Linked DNA regions of Mus musculus: region 2 is linked to region 1. The links are chromatin contacts, called in public Micro-C maps. All regions are on one chromosome and are shown on one strand. The core of a region is the stretch at or near the end of the contact, and the rest is flanking DNA. Distances in the headings are between cores, read along the strand shown. Region 1 overlaps Sema3c (sema domain, immunoglobulin domain (Ig), short basic domain, secreted, (semaphorin) 3C). Region 2 has its middle 76 kb from the start of Cd36.

Evidence for each region. A called contact is a pair of places that touch in the nucleus more often than the background predicts.
Region 2: a Micro-C map of granulosa cells shows a contact between it and region 1, with 2.2 times the contacts expected there. The contact joins two enhancer-like sites. A contact is called at or near these places in 1 of 39 promoter capture datasets (hippocampal neurons) and 6 of 484 Hi-C or Micro-C datasets (adipose-derived mesenchymal stem cells, cortical neurons, embryonic fibroblasts and 3 more).

The regions. Positions count from the first base shown.
Region 1 is chr5:17,637,135-17,644,034 of GRCm38.p6, reverse strand. The region is part of intron 2 of Sema3c (sema domain, immunoglobulin domain (Ig), short basic domain, secreted, (semaphorin) 3C); the gene reads right to left. Among named protein-coding and RNA genes, the nearest start is that of Sema3c, 66 kb to the right of the region's middle. Within about 2 kb of position 1,449, at least 5 of the 459 cell types and tissues checked have an H3K27ac peak or open chromatin away from gene starts, as enhancers often do. A contact at or near this core is called in granulosa cells, where this site is marked.
Region 2 is chr5:17,756,658-17,763,453 of GRCm38.p6, reverse strand. No RefSeq gene overlaps it. Among named protein-coding and RNA genes, the nearest start is that of Cd36, 76 kb to the left of the region's middle. Within about 2 kb of position 4,108, at least 1 of the 459 cell types and tissues checked has an H3K27ac peak or open chromatin away from gene starts, as enhancers often do. A contact at or near this core is called in granulosa cells, where this site is marked.

The DNA of each region.
Region 1 (6,900 bases), core at 200-2,699:
GGATTGGATGCTCTGAGAGGAAGCATCTCCCCATCACTGTGCAAAGGGAATGCTACAAGTTCCTTGACTCTCACAAACAGCCTTTAAAGATGCAAATCTTAAATAATGGCCAAACTTGAGTTGCTAGGTTGTTCCCACATCACTAGAAATAGCATCAAATAGCTTGAGAAGGTGCAAGATAATCATGGATGAAGTTTTGGAATGGCAGTCTTAGCTAGTGACCACATTGTATGAGATTTTTTTTCAATGAAATATTAAGAGCGTAAAGAAGAGACTGTGTGTATGCCAGAATTATTGCATGTTTCCAGAGATAAAATACACATAGGAAGGATCTGGGAAATATTGACCTATAAATAATTTTCTTAAAGATTTATTCACCTGGAAATGGGCAGTACTGATAGGTCTCTCAGTGTTTTGTAAGTTCATATACATGTAATTACCCCTGGTTAATGCTCAGGGTGTGTGAGATTTCTGAACAAAACACTGTGGTGCATATACAACCTCAAGCAGGCTTCGCTTGTATGGTACTAACAAATGAGTGAAGTACGTGAAGAGGGAAACACAAATTACTAACTGGAAAGGAGCTGCACACTGCCAAAACTTCTCTATCTCTAATTCCTTCAAAATAAGACCACCCGGCTTTACTCAGGACTGAACAACCTGGCTCCCCCAATCACTGCAAGGTCTTGAACTACCCTTTCATTTGATGCCTTTTAAAGCCCATTTTTAACTTGAGAACAGGAAAACATGTAATAAACTACATATTGCACCACCTCAAATTTAAAGTGTCAGATATTATGAACAAAGAGATATGGAGATATTTGCCCTAAAGTGACAGCCATTTTATCTAAATATTATTTTGTTCAATGTGACTCATTGTTTAGCCAAGTTATTGCACTTGGCTTTAAAACAAGACACAAATTTGGAGAGCTACAGAGAACAAGTTCACTTTGTTTTAAACACATTGGTCAGTCTTCAACGCAGAGCCCTGTTCTGTTTTCCATGCTGTCTTCTCTTTATCTCTTGAGACACAGTCTAAAACATAAAATCAGTCAGTACAGCAGGGTCTACTGCTCAGCTATTGGTAGTGTGCTTCACTGCCTTTTCACTATTTTCAAGAGAATAACAAAGGATCCACAGAATAACAATGGAACCACCTTTGTTCCGTGTGGATTTAAATCATATATATTTCCTTACCTTCATACTACACTGGGAAAACATTTGATTTTTCTCCTTTTCAGGATGATATCTGAGAATGTATCACTCAGTGCCCCCCATCCGCCCCCACACACACACACACAAAAATTTCAGTGTTACACTTCTTTGGTTTTGCTCTGAAAACATAACGTTTATCATTGTTTTCATGTGCTTCAAGGAGAGAGTCAGAAAGTAGAACTCAAAGTTTATTTTACCAAATGCTTCTGCCGTCACGCTGTAAACATTAAGCATGGCTGTCCCTTTCGTTTTCAACGTACAAAAGGGAACAAAGCCCGTTCAAAAGCTATGGGAACAAGTGTATATAAAAGAGGATACAGCAAGTGTCAGAAATATTAAATTTAATCTGAATATTGATGAATCAGGATATACTTTAATGTATGGAAATGTTTTATTCCATTTACTTATAGCCATTTTAATCTGTGAGCCTTAAAAGCAAAATCTATTTTATTGATCAAACGCTGGTTTTAATAGCTGTGATGAGGTGAAGCACTGTTTCCTCAACCATCTAGGTGGTTTAATGCAATTAAGTCTAGACAGCCATCTTGCTGTACATGCTGAAGAATAGGCAGACAGGGTTCCTGTCAGGTATTTGCCTCTGGCTTATTTTCATCACAGATGAACACATTGTACTTCTCCAGATTAAAATACACTGCAGGCTTTGTTACTTCAGCAATAATTAACATAAAAAATAACAAAGGGTGTATTTTTAAAACTTTGCAGAAAATTACATTTTAGACAATCCAAGTTTAAAATCAACTTACTCAAAAAAAAAAAAAACATACAGATAAATGGATTTTGTTGCTAATTGAATCCATTTTCCTGGAACAAAGTCTGGCTTTGGAAGACAGATCTATCCTTGGATCTTGGCTCTGCATTTGGCTAGCAATGCTGATTTCGGCAAGTTATTTAAACTGCGGGTGCTTAAGCATCCCTATCTGAATAATTATAATACTGCCTGTCTGCTGGGACTGTGGAGCTAACTGAGTAAGGAGGTAAGTGTGAAGGACCTCAGTCTTCACACTAGCTGGGGCGCCTCACATCAAAATGGGAGTTTCAGTTTTAAATAAAGTATTGCTGTACTGTTTAGGCTTTAGATTATTAATCCTGAGTTGTCTAAGTACTAATTGAACTTAATAAAAACTGGTGTAATAATTTTATTATCTTTATTATGGTGTAGTCTATCATACAAATGAGTTTAACTCCTCAAAATTTTTACAAAAATAATTCTTATTATCAATATAAAAGTAAATGATAAAATAGAAACAGTTTCCTTGATTTTGTCCAATTGGCTTTTTAATCTACCATTCACACTACAAAATTTGTGCCAGCATTATATCAATACAAAATACCTATATATTCTATTAATATTTGACAAGCAGTGTCTTGTCTAACCACCACAACAATCCTCCTAATTTGTTCTTACGAAGTGCAGGTGTCTGGGGGAAGCGAGTCCCCTGGTTCTTTGTGGAAGGTGAGATTATCCTCAGCCAAGGAGCTTGGCTTCTGTCACTATCCCTGTGGTAACTCTGATTTTTCATATTTCAATGCAAAAGAGATATGCAAATTGCATGTAAAATTTTGTAGGGATATAAATGGCTCTTTTCACAAGGAGTTACTTACAGAATCTTCTCAGCTCTATCTGTTAACCTTATCATCCCTAGCCCGAGGATCAAGGCCACTCCCAAAGTCAGCCTCCACTCTCCCAAGGTTGTTTTCTTTATGAGATTCAGAAATCAGGGCTATCTTCTTAAGGAGAACCATCCAACATCTCATGTAAAGAAACAGTGCTGACTGATATAGCTGTCTCCTGCGAGGCTCTGCCAGTGCCTGGCAAATACAGAAGTGGATGCTCACAGTCATCCATTGGACAGAACACAAGGTCCCCAATGAAGGAGCCAGAGAAATACCCAGGGTGCTGAAGGGAACTTAAGCCCCATAGAAGAAACATCAATATGAACTAACCAGTACCTTCAGAGCTCCTTGGAACTAAAGCACCAATCAAAGAAAACACATGGTGGAACTTGTGGCTCTAGCTGTATATGTAGCAGAGGATGGCCTAGTCGGCCATCAATGGGAGGAGAGTCCCTTGGTCCTGTGAAGGTTTTATGCCCCAATAGAGGGGAATGCCAGGGCCAGGAATGGGAGTGGGTGGGTTGGGGGGCAGGAGAAGGGATAGGGGATTTTCAGAGGGGAAACTAGGAAAGGGGATAACATTTGAAATGTAAATAAAGAAAATATCTAATAAAAAAAATAGAAACAGTGCTGATAATATTCTCTAACACAGCATAATCTGACAATCATCAATTATTTCTGGACTTCATTGAAAATTCCTTTTACATACATGATTTGAGGCAGAACTGATGCCAGTACCTAACTAGCAGAATGTGCATGGAAGTATATACATTTGTGAATAGTGCTAACAGTACTGCATATTTGAAACCAAGATCCATTAGAACTCATAAAGATCTGTGGTAATTTACAGCTGCCATTTCCCCCGTTCCCTCAGGAGGCTAGCAAGAGCCTTGACAATGCGTGAGATGGAAACAGGGCAGCTCCAGAAACCCTGTCCACAGTGCAAACCCCTGCACTGACAAGCCTCCCCCCACCCCCAGGGCTGTTCATAAAACTCTACATAGAACAGCCATTGAAAAGTTCATGATGTGATCAATTATTTGAGCTTCAAAACTGTTTTCCTACACAGTATTTCATGTTTATATTATCCTAAGACCCTCAGCTCTGTTTCCAAAGGCCCATCTGGCAAATTTTCCTCTAAAAGTTACCAATAACACTAATGGACAAAATGTGTCCCTCACATTGCTGTGGAAGACTCCGCATGAAATAACAATTACCTTATTATCGTCTTACAAAGTATTGAAGAATCAACAATGTGGGCCCTGTGGTAAAGGTGCACGCACACTTGTGGAACTAGTAGTTACTCTGGTCTCTGGAGCCTAACTTGCTTATTGATAAATTAAGGATACTGATCTTCTGCATCTCTCAGGTCTCTTAGGCTAAAGTCAACAGATTACAGCAGAATGGGTACATTTATACTGTGTCTCTCTGAGCACTGTAACTCCTGACGTCATCTTCATCTTTTGGCCAGAGTGTGAGTCATCCTCAAACTAGTGATACAGTTTCAAAGTCACCTAATCACAAAACACTGCTGAGGGAGAAATGGAAAGGATGTCTTTGTAGCACTAGAACATATGATTCGAATGTTCTAGAAAGGCTGTGCAAACCCTTTGTGAGCTCTCAACACTGCAGCACACTCCTTTAGAATTCCTATACTCTGAATGGGTCTCATCGGGTCTATATTAGGCAAAATAGATTCACTTATCCATACTTGTGGGCACAGCTTAAAATGTTACTGCATTTATTTTAGAAAGTCTCAAGTATTTTAAGAGACTGATTATGTGTGTTTAATGACAATTACTTAAACTGACCTTGGTAAAGACTTTAATTCTCTGTCCTATTTGAGAGATAGGAAAGGAAAAGAGAACAGAAAGAAAGAGCTGTTTATCACAAAAGCCTCAGTGCTGTGTGGCAGTTTTCATTTACCAGGCAGGAAATTTAAGGTGGAAGCAGTATAGACTGCTCTCAGATGGTCTCTGGTGAAGGGTAAGTGCCTTAGGGTATTTGTTTCAATTATGCAGCACACAGTAAAAATAAAATTTTGAGGCAATGAAAAACTTAAAATTCAGCCATCCAAATACAAGCCAGAATTTCTTTTGTTTGGAGTTGGTAATCTTGCCAAAGTACTATCCATTTTCTGAAGATGCGCTCCCTGTACCTACACTTGCATACCTAATACAGTAGCTCTAAGTAGGAGCTACTATTGATAAAAGTGTGTATCCTTGAATAAAATGTTTTACATACTAAGAAAGTGAAGTTTCCTAAGTTGCTCCCCTATTTACTCTATAGCAATGCTGAAAGCCTACTCATTTTAAAGTTAATTTTACATGATACTCCTATTGCCTTCAGGACTACTTAGACAAGGAATAAAAGCAAGCTCAGTCATGTCAGGGGCAGGCACCCTGTTCTATTCTGCCAAATAATTCATGCCTTTAGCATGTCTGTGGAAACATTCATTTCCTCCTTTAGACTAAAATACATTCTGAATCCCCTCGGTTTTTATAGTTAATGATGTTTTTATTCTTCAAAGTATTAGGATTTTTATTTCTCTGAAATATATTTAGAAAGAGACATAGTTCAGTGAAGTGTAAATTTCCCTCAAAGTTAGCTTTATTTTCTTTATCCTTTCCTCAAATTCTTGTTTAGTGTTTCTTCCCTTTTTATAATTTATGCCATCATGTACTCTATAGAAGATTGTCATTTTACATGCCATATTTGCATTCAGTTTTCAACGTAGGGTGGGCGTGTTGATGACGCTTATGCTGTAGAATGTACATCAAGGAGGTCTGTCATTTTCTAAGTCTGGAAGTTCTCCCTTGGAACTAAAAGCAGTCTTTTACACAGGAGTTGATAAGTTCACTCAGAAACCCACTTCAACACCCTTTCCCCATCATGCTTCACAGCGACACATTTCTTAATGCAGCAGATACTACTGCCTTTTAATCCATCTTTTGAATGTTATCTGCAGCATCATTTTGCAGCTAAGCTTCTAAATTTAGCCTTCAAGTGTGTCTACCTAATTCTACCATGAGTAGATAATTGCCCAATCTTCTACACTCTGGAAGAATCTACACTTTTATTTTCTTTTTTACTGTTCTTTAGGAAAAAGTATCCAAGATTACTTACTTGACCTTCATTGTATACCACTTATAACGAGATTTTTTTTTCCACTTGAAATTTCACACCCCAGAAGTTATAAACCTAGTTTTTCATAACTGCTGAAATTAATTACACTTGATGCTTTTGCCTGGAAGATATATAAAAAGTACCATGGCTGAAAAAATATTTTCCTTGATTTTAAAGTCTTAGTAATTCCTTTTTAAATGAGTTAACTGTATAATATCCTATCACAACCTCTTCCTCATGAATAACAAAATGCATTTTCATAATTGTAGGGCTATTAACTGCCGCAGAAATCATTCCACCTTTCCAGGAGAGATACTCAAGAAAAGGAAGATAAACAGGTGTGAGGATACAGGTGAAACAAGATGTGTTGGTAAAAATACTGATTAGAATTTTGTTTCTGCAAGACATGTATGATAAAGACAGAACTGTGGAAATTCATCTCACAAATATCTAAACCCATGATACAGAAGACCTTTGTCATGGTCTTGAGAAAACATGGCACAGAGAAAACTTAAGACAGAAGGAGACCTTTGCCCACTTTCCTTTGACATGACTTGCTCTTTCACACCCTTAAAGCCCAGAATGCCTCTGTTTATCACTGTCCTGTGCAGATGCAAGCACAATAGATTGTGTGGCCAGAATAGAGCATTTCTTTGCACAGCCATTAACAGACCTAGGCACATTGTTTTGTCAGTAGATGAGCCCCTTCATCAGAGCTTCTGACTGGATGTCTGCCAGAAGTTCCCAAGGAGAGGCAAGACCCTCTCCTGTACCAGTTTACCACAGCATTGTTCTACAGAAGAGTTTATTCCTGTCCTTTACTCCTGTTACTGGGTTGAAATGCCTTGTCCTATCCTTCTGTACAATAGCTTCTGCCATTTGCTATTCACAAATGTATTTGGGGCAATAAAACAGATTAAAATA
Region 2 (6,796 bases), core at 2,859-5,358, 120 kb before region 1:
CAGTAAATAAAAGAGCATTTGTTTACCACTTATATTTATCACCCCTAGTATATAATATATAATTATATCATATAACATTATATTATTAGTAACATATATAATAGTATATACGTTGTGAATGGCCCTGGTGCTGCTTGTATTTTGATGTTAATTCTGCTTTCCCAGTAGGGGTTATCTGGAATGAGGAATGAGTCATGTACTCAGGTGACTTCTTTTGAACCCTAATGAATTATCCCCTAATGAATGAAGGAACCAATCACTGGGCAAGTAGGTGGGACTTCCGGGTTTGAGGGAGGAAGAGAGTCCGCAGGAGAGAGATATGGGGATTTAGGACTGGGATAGGAAGAGGACAAGATGTAGCTCCTGGTTTATATGGCAAATCCATCAGAGGATTTAGATTTATATGGCTTACAAGATTAGGATTCTAGTTGATGTGCCCAGCGATTGAGTTACCATTGATTCTGAACTAAGTTTGTGTGGTGTTTTCCTTCATGCGGCAGTTCAAGCGGGCTCCAGAGAGAAAGGTACAGCGGCAAAGTGTGGGTTTGCCAGAAGTGCACTACAAAAGGCCACGGGAATTTTGAAGTATGGGGCTGGTGTGGTAACGACCTGCCAGAGGAAACTTAGCAAGCTGGGTGGAGAGATTTCAGAATACTGAGTCAGAGAGGCTCCACAAGATGAGAACAAGACAGCCATTGCCTGCCAGTGCCTGGCCTATCAGCCCACTCTGCTGGCAAGAGCGTGGATTCTTTTTAAATATATCCTGAAACATATATAAGTCAGCAAGACAGTGGTAGGAAAGAATAGAGCACAAAGAGACATTTGAACGTGTATCGACAAATCTGATATATGAGTCTCCATTTATCTGAAGGCTTCACAGACATACAGAGGAGGGTCTGAAATTACATGCTTGGTTTGTATTTAATTATAGAAGAATTCAGAAGAGCCACAGATGGTAATTAATACTGTAAACACTAAACAGAAGAGAGTCCATATGCACTCAATTAATCAAAGCATATTTATTGAATATCTGCTGTGTCTAGATTCATCTTATTTGCTATGGAGGAAATAAGAGGCATATAATAATACTTTCTAGAAAGTATTTTACTAGTCAGTGAGGTAAGACAAAATTACCAAAGACATTCTGGAGAGGCAATAGATCGCTTGCCCATTACCCTAAAAAAGGCTATAAAAATCGGAAATGATCCATGTAAATGGCTCAAAAACATTTTCACTAGTAGTAGTCTTGGGTGGAAATAGAAGGAATTGGGGAGACAGAATGCAAATATCAGAACAAAGGATGGATAAATCTAGATTTAACATGCAATCTAAGAACTACAGTGAATGCTCTATCAAGAATTTTAGTTGAGATTTTAGCTTCTCCTGTCACTAACAAAGTGGTAGCTATGGTGTGGCTTGTTTCTCTATAGTGACCATTTTATCAGCATGCATTATTTGACATATTTAAGGTATGTGTTGCATACCTTAAATAATGATTCATTAATAAATACTTTAACAAACTGGGCATTTATTATTTATGAGTTAGTATTAAGTATGCCTACCCAAAAAAGCAAAGACTCTATTTTTATGTCTTAATGCAAGAATTATATACACATAAGTATTCACTGACTGAAACAAAAATATAAGATTGTTAAAATTAGAGAGATTAACTGCTAACATGTATCTATTGGTTTCCATCATACACACACACACACACACACACACACACACACACACACATATATATATATATATATATATATATATATATATATATATTTCATATATATTTATATGTATTTCACACACACATGTATATGTATATGTATACTATTGCTCCTTAGTGTTTTCAAAATGCAGACTTTTACTTTTTTCCAGTGGTCTATAGAAATAACACTATATTAAATTTGCCTTGAGCCATAGAGTAAATTATAGTAAGAATTATTTTTTGTTTTCATTTTTACCCCAAGGCTCAACTTAGTAATTTTGTTTGGTCAAAATGTAGGGCTTTTTGTTCTAATAAAAGGACATTAATATAACTGCAGAAGTAGAAAAATACAGGGCAGATGAGCCAGGAGATAATTAGTTTAGCACTTTTCTACAACTCTCTACCCTGTGCTTTTCCTTTTTTGTTGTTAAGAGTGAATAAGTCCTCCACTTAAGCCTATTGTTTAGAAGATGAGTCCAAGTAAACCTTATTTCATGGGCATGAAAATAAGAGAAGAGGACCTGCCACTATATTGTTATCTCCTGCACTACAGGTAGGATTGAAGCCTATGGCACCAAGGGACAACAACAAAGTATGAGAAACATGATTATGAATTAAATCGAATAAGGGTCAATTCTGGACAGAGTTAAAATCATATGAAGATTCACAGGACAGAGAGAAATAAAAGAGCCAAACCTACCTCATTTGGTAAAATTTTAAGGGGAATTAGAGACTGACTAGAGAGGGCTGGTAAGAGGAAAACTGTGAATAGCGAAAGACCCAAAGAAGCTAGCTAATGGCAATTGGACTCACTGAGGGCAATGCATGATTTTCCAAGGGAGATTGACACTGTCAATAATATTACAGAAATAGTCCACTTAGAGGATTAAATGGATGATTGTTTAATAAGTTTGATGTAAGATACTGGCAAGCTGAACTATGACAGTGAAGTTTGAAATTGACATAAATTCTGTCCAAGAAATACCAAGGGAATTAAATTAGGATTTATATAGAACTTTTAAAAGTAGACTCTTGTATAAATGGGTGGATAGACTTATATGCTAAACATTGCATAGCCATTGTATAAGTAAAAATGATTGGAAATGAATCATGTAGATTCATTATGCCTTTCTTTTGAAATGTTGCTATTTTTGAGGTGTATGTAGATCTTGTAATGGTAAGGGACTATAGAGATGGGAACTGGCAGGAAATGAGTATGATCACATGACTAATTGGGTAGAGGTAACTAAAACCAAGGACTTGCATGAGATTACTCAAGACATGAGAATCAGTAAAAATATAAAGTAGTCTAAACAGAAATCCGAGGCACACTGACTTTAATGATGGGCTGGAAGAAGAAGCACTTCTGACAGAGACTGGAAGGAATGCTAGAGCACAGCATTCACAGAGCCAAGAGAAAACGGAGCCTTAGAAAGCAGGCCTGGTGGTTAGCTGCATCCATTCTAAGGTAGACCTTTAAAGGGGCTGTGACAGGGGCGAGCAGAGTTGGTAGACAAAGAATGATTAAGTGCCAAATGTAGAAGAGAAAATACATCATTATTTTCAGAGTCTGGATAAATTTCATCATATAGACCAGTCAAATTTTTCAGGCCTGCCCAAATGAGTTTTAATAAATGGGACCTGTATGATGGAAGAAGACAACCGAATCCTGCAAGTTGTCCTCTGATCTCCACATGTCACACACACACACACACACACACACACACACACACAAACAAATATATAAATACTGTAACATAATAAGTGCTTCTACTGAAAATTAAAAAGCAGATATTTTGGACTTTATGAGTTTCTGTACTTACTTCTATGCTTTCAATTTTGCCTAAGTGCCACATTATGACAGCATCTCTTGGCAAGTTTTCAAAAGTCCATACATTTCAACTCAACATTCATGATCCAGTGAGTCCCCACATAAGATCTGGTCTCTCAGACACTTGTCCTGTTTTGTTAAAATTCTAATTTCTTTGATTTTCTGCTTTTCACCTCATTCAAACGCAAAGACTGAAATTTTCTTCTGTTACAGGAATGTAAGTGCCTGACGACAGACACTGGCAAGAGCCTCACTTTGGGATCCAGATAGGAGGAATGTGGGTTTGAAGAATGTCTTCTAGAATCTTTAGGAGCCATATCAAAATATGACTTTAACTTGCCCTGTTTACTGTTGCATTTCACTACTCTGAAAGCCTCTATCAGGAGAGAATATTTTTGTTTCTTTTAACGAGTATTGAAGCTTGTATTCCAGGAAGTTTACTGAGCTCTTTTCTATCATGCTGACACCAATAGGTAAAACTACTGCCATGAGAATGGCCTCTGTAGTGTCTTTTACCCATGTCTTTTCCTCTGCTAGACTTTGTGAAGACACAGCTATGTCACTATAATAACTTAGCATAAGATACCACCAAAGTAAACCTGTGAAGCCAATCTGCTTTTGATGGGATTATTTTGACTCTAATGCTTGCCTGCCAAGGTTATTTCAACCAAATAATGAAAAAAAAAAAACCCACAACCAAAAAAACTACAAACAATAAGCTTTGTTCAAAGCAATTACTCTGTTAGTAGATAACAAAATTCTGATGCTCCAAGAAAAGAGAAAATAAGTTGAGCTGGAGGTTGTTACAGAATCTCTTTCTTCCACAGTTGAGTTTCAACTCCTTGGTAGACAGCCCGTGTAATTCAATATTTAACTAGGCTAGTATGAATGTTTCTTACACCATATAAACTTCTTCTAGCTTGTCTATGTTACTAGAATTGACATAGACTTTATATCTTTTTTTGCAAGCATCAGGACAATCTTGATCCAAAATGTCTGCCTGTAAATCTTTGATCCGTTTCTTACTATATTTGTGACACTGGGAGAAACAGATTAATTTTCCTGCCTTCAGTTTGTTCGTGTCTAACATAGTGATTCTCGTGGAATCTGATCCACGGTGTTAAGATGTAGAGAGTTAGCATTTCAAAAGAACTTAGACTGGGACGTAGTATATAAAACCACATATTCTACCTCACACGTAGTTCATAGTAAAATAGAATGGAAGGAAGATTTCCAAACTCCTCTTTGTGAAGCTAGAGTTACACTGATACAAAAGCCAGATAGAAACACCAGAAGAAAACGACAGACCAATACCTATGATGACTATGAGAGCAAATGTTCCCAGTAAAATGCTATGAGCAAAATCTAACAATACATCCAAAAGATCATATAACATGAAAAAAAAATGGTTTGTCCTTGGATACAAAAGCAAGTCAGTCAATGTGATACCTTATACTAATAGATTGATTGATAAATTATATGATGTATTTGACAAAATTTACCATGGTTTTTAGTAAAGACTCAGAGAAAAATTTATTCAAACCCATAGAAGCGAGTTTTGAAAATACCATAGTTAACATTTTAATTAAATGGTGAAAAGTGTGAAAATATTCTTCTAAGGTCTAGTAAGGGCAAAAATGTTCACTCTGACTGCTTTGTCAACATAGTTCTAGTAAGTTCTGGTAAAAGTATAGATCAGGTAAGAAAAAAGACAGCCAAATCAGAAAAAACAAAAGTATTCCACTTAACATCCTATGAAATAGCACATGTCAGATGGCCTAAAGGCCTCACAAAAACTTTGCAATCAATGTATTCAATAAAGCTCAATGGTACAGAAATCAACATAAAAATTATCTATCTTTCTCTTTTTGTTTTCCAAACATCCATATGCTATTTAATTTATTTTATACATAGATTATTTAAAAGGATTTAAAATATTTCTATACATTTATGGGTTACAGTGATATATATATATAGTTATTTATTATATATTAAGTCAAGCTAATTAATAGATCAATCTAAAATACATCTCTGCTTCAGATTGATTTCTCTTATGAACATTTATATAAAAATATCCAATAAAATACTAGCAAACTGAATCCAGGAACACATCAAAAACATCATACATCATGATCAAGTAGGATTCATCCCAGGGATGTGGGGATTGTTCAATATATAAAAATCCATCAATGTAATCCACCATATAACCAAATTGAAAGGAAAAAATGTTATCCTCTCATTAGATGCTGAAAAGTCTTTGACAAATCCAATATCCCTTCATGTTGAAAGTATTAGAGAAATCAGGACTACAAGGCACATACTTAAAGTTAATCAAAGCAATATACAGCAAGTTGGTAGTGTAAATGGAAGGAAATTAAAGTAATTCTTCTAAAATCAGGAGCAAGACAGGCTTCCCACTCTCACTCTATTTATTCAATACAGAACTTGAATTTCTATCCAGAGCAATACTTAAAGTGATTCTACTAAAATCAGGGACAAGACGGGCTGCCCACTCTTACTCTATTTATTCAACATAGTATTTGAAGTTCTAGCCAGAGTAACAAGACCACTGAAGGAGATCAAGGGTATACAAATTGGAAAGGAAATGTCAAAGTATTGCTATTTGCAGATAATATGATACTATACCTAGACAACCCCAAAAGTTCTACCAGAAAACTCTTATAACTCATAAATCATTTCAGCAAAGTGAAGTGGCTGGATAAAAAATTAACTCAAAGAAATCAGTACCCTTCCTCTATACAAATGTTAAACTGGCTGAGAAAGAAATTAATAAAATACCCTTTACAATAGCCACAAATAATATAAAATATCTTGGTATAACTAATCCAGTAAGCGAAAGATCTGCATGACAGAACTTCAAATGCCTGAAGAAAGAAATTGAAAAAGATAACAGAAGATGTAAAGATCTCACATGGTTCTGGATAAGTAAGATTAATATAGAGAAAATGACCATCTTACTTCAAGCACTCTACAGACTCAACGGAATCCCAAAAGATGCTCTACCATCGCACATGTGTTCAATTGCTTTATTTGTGATATCTAGACTAGAAACAACCCAGATGTGTTCCTCAACTGAAGAATGGATAAAGAAAGTGTGGCACATCTACACAATGGAATACCATTCAGCTATAAAAAAACAAAGACATCATGAATTTAGCAGGTAAATTGGTGTTTCTTAGAATATCATCTGGATAACATTGGTAACCCAGTCCTAAAAGGGCATCCAAGGCATGCAT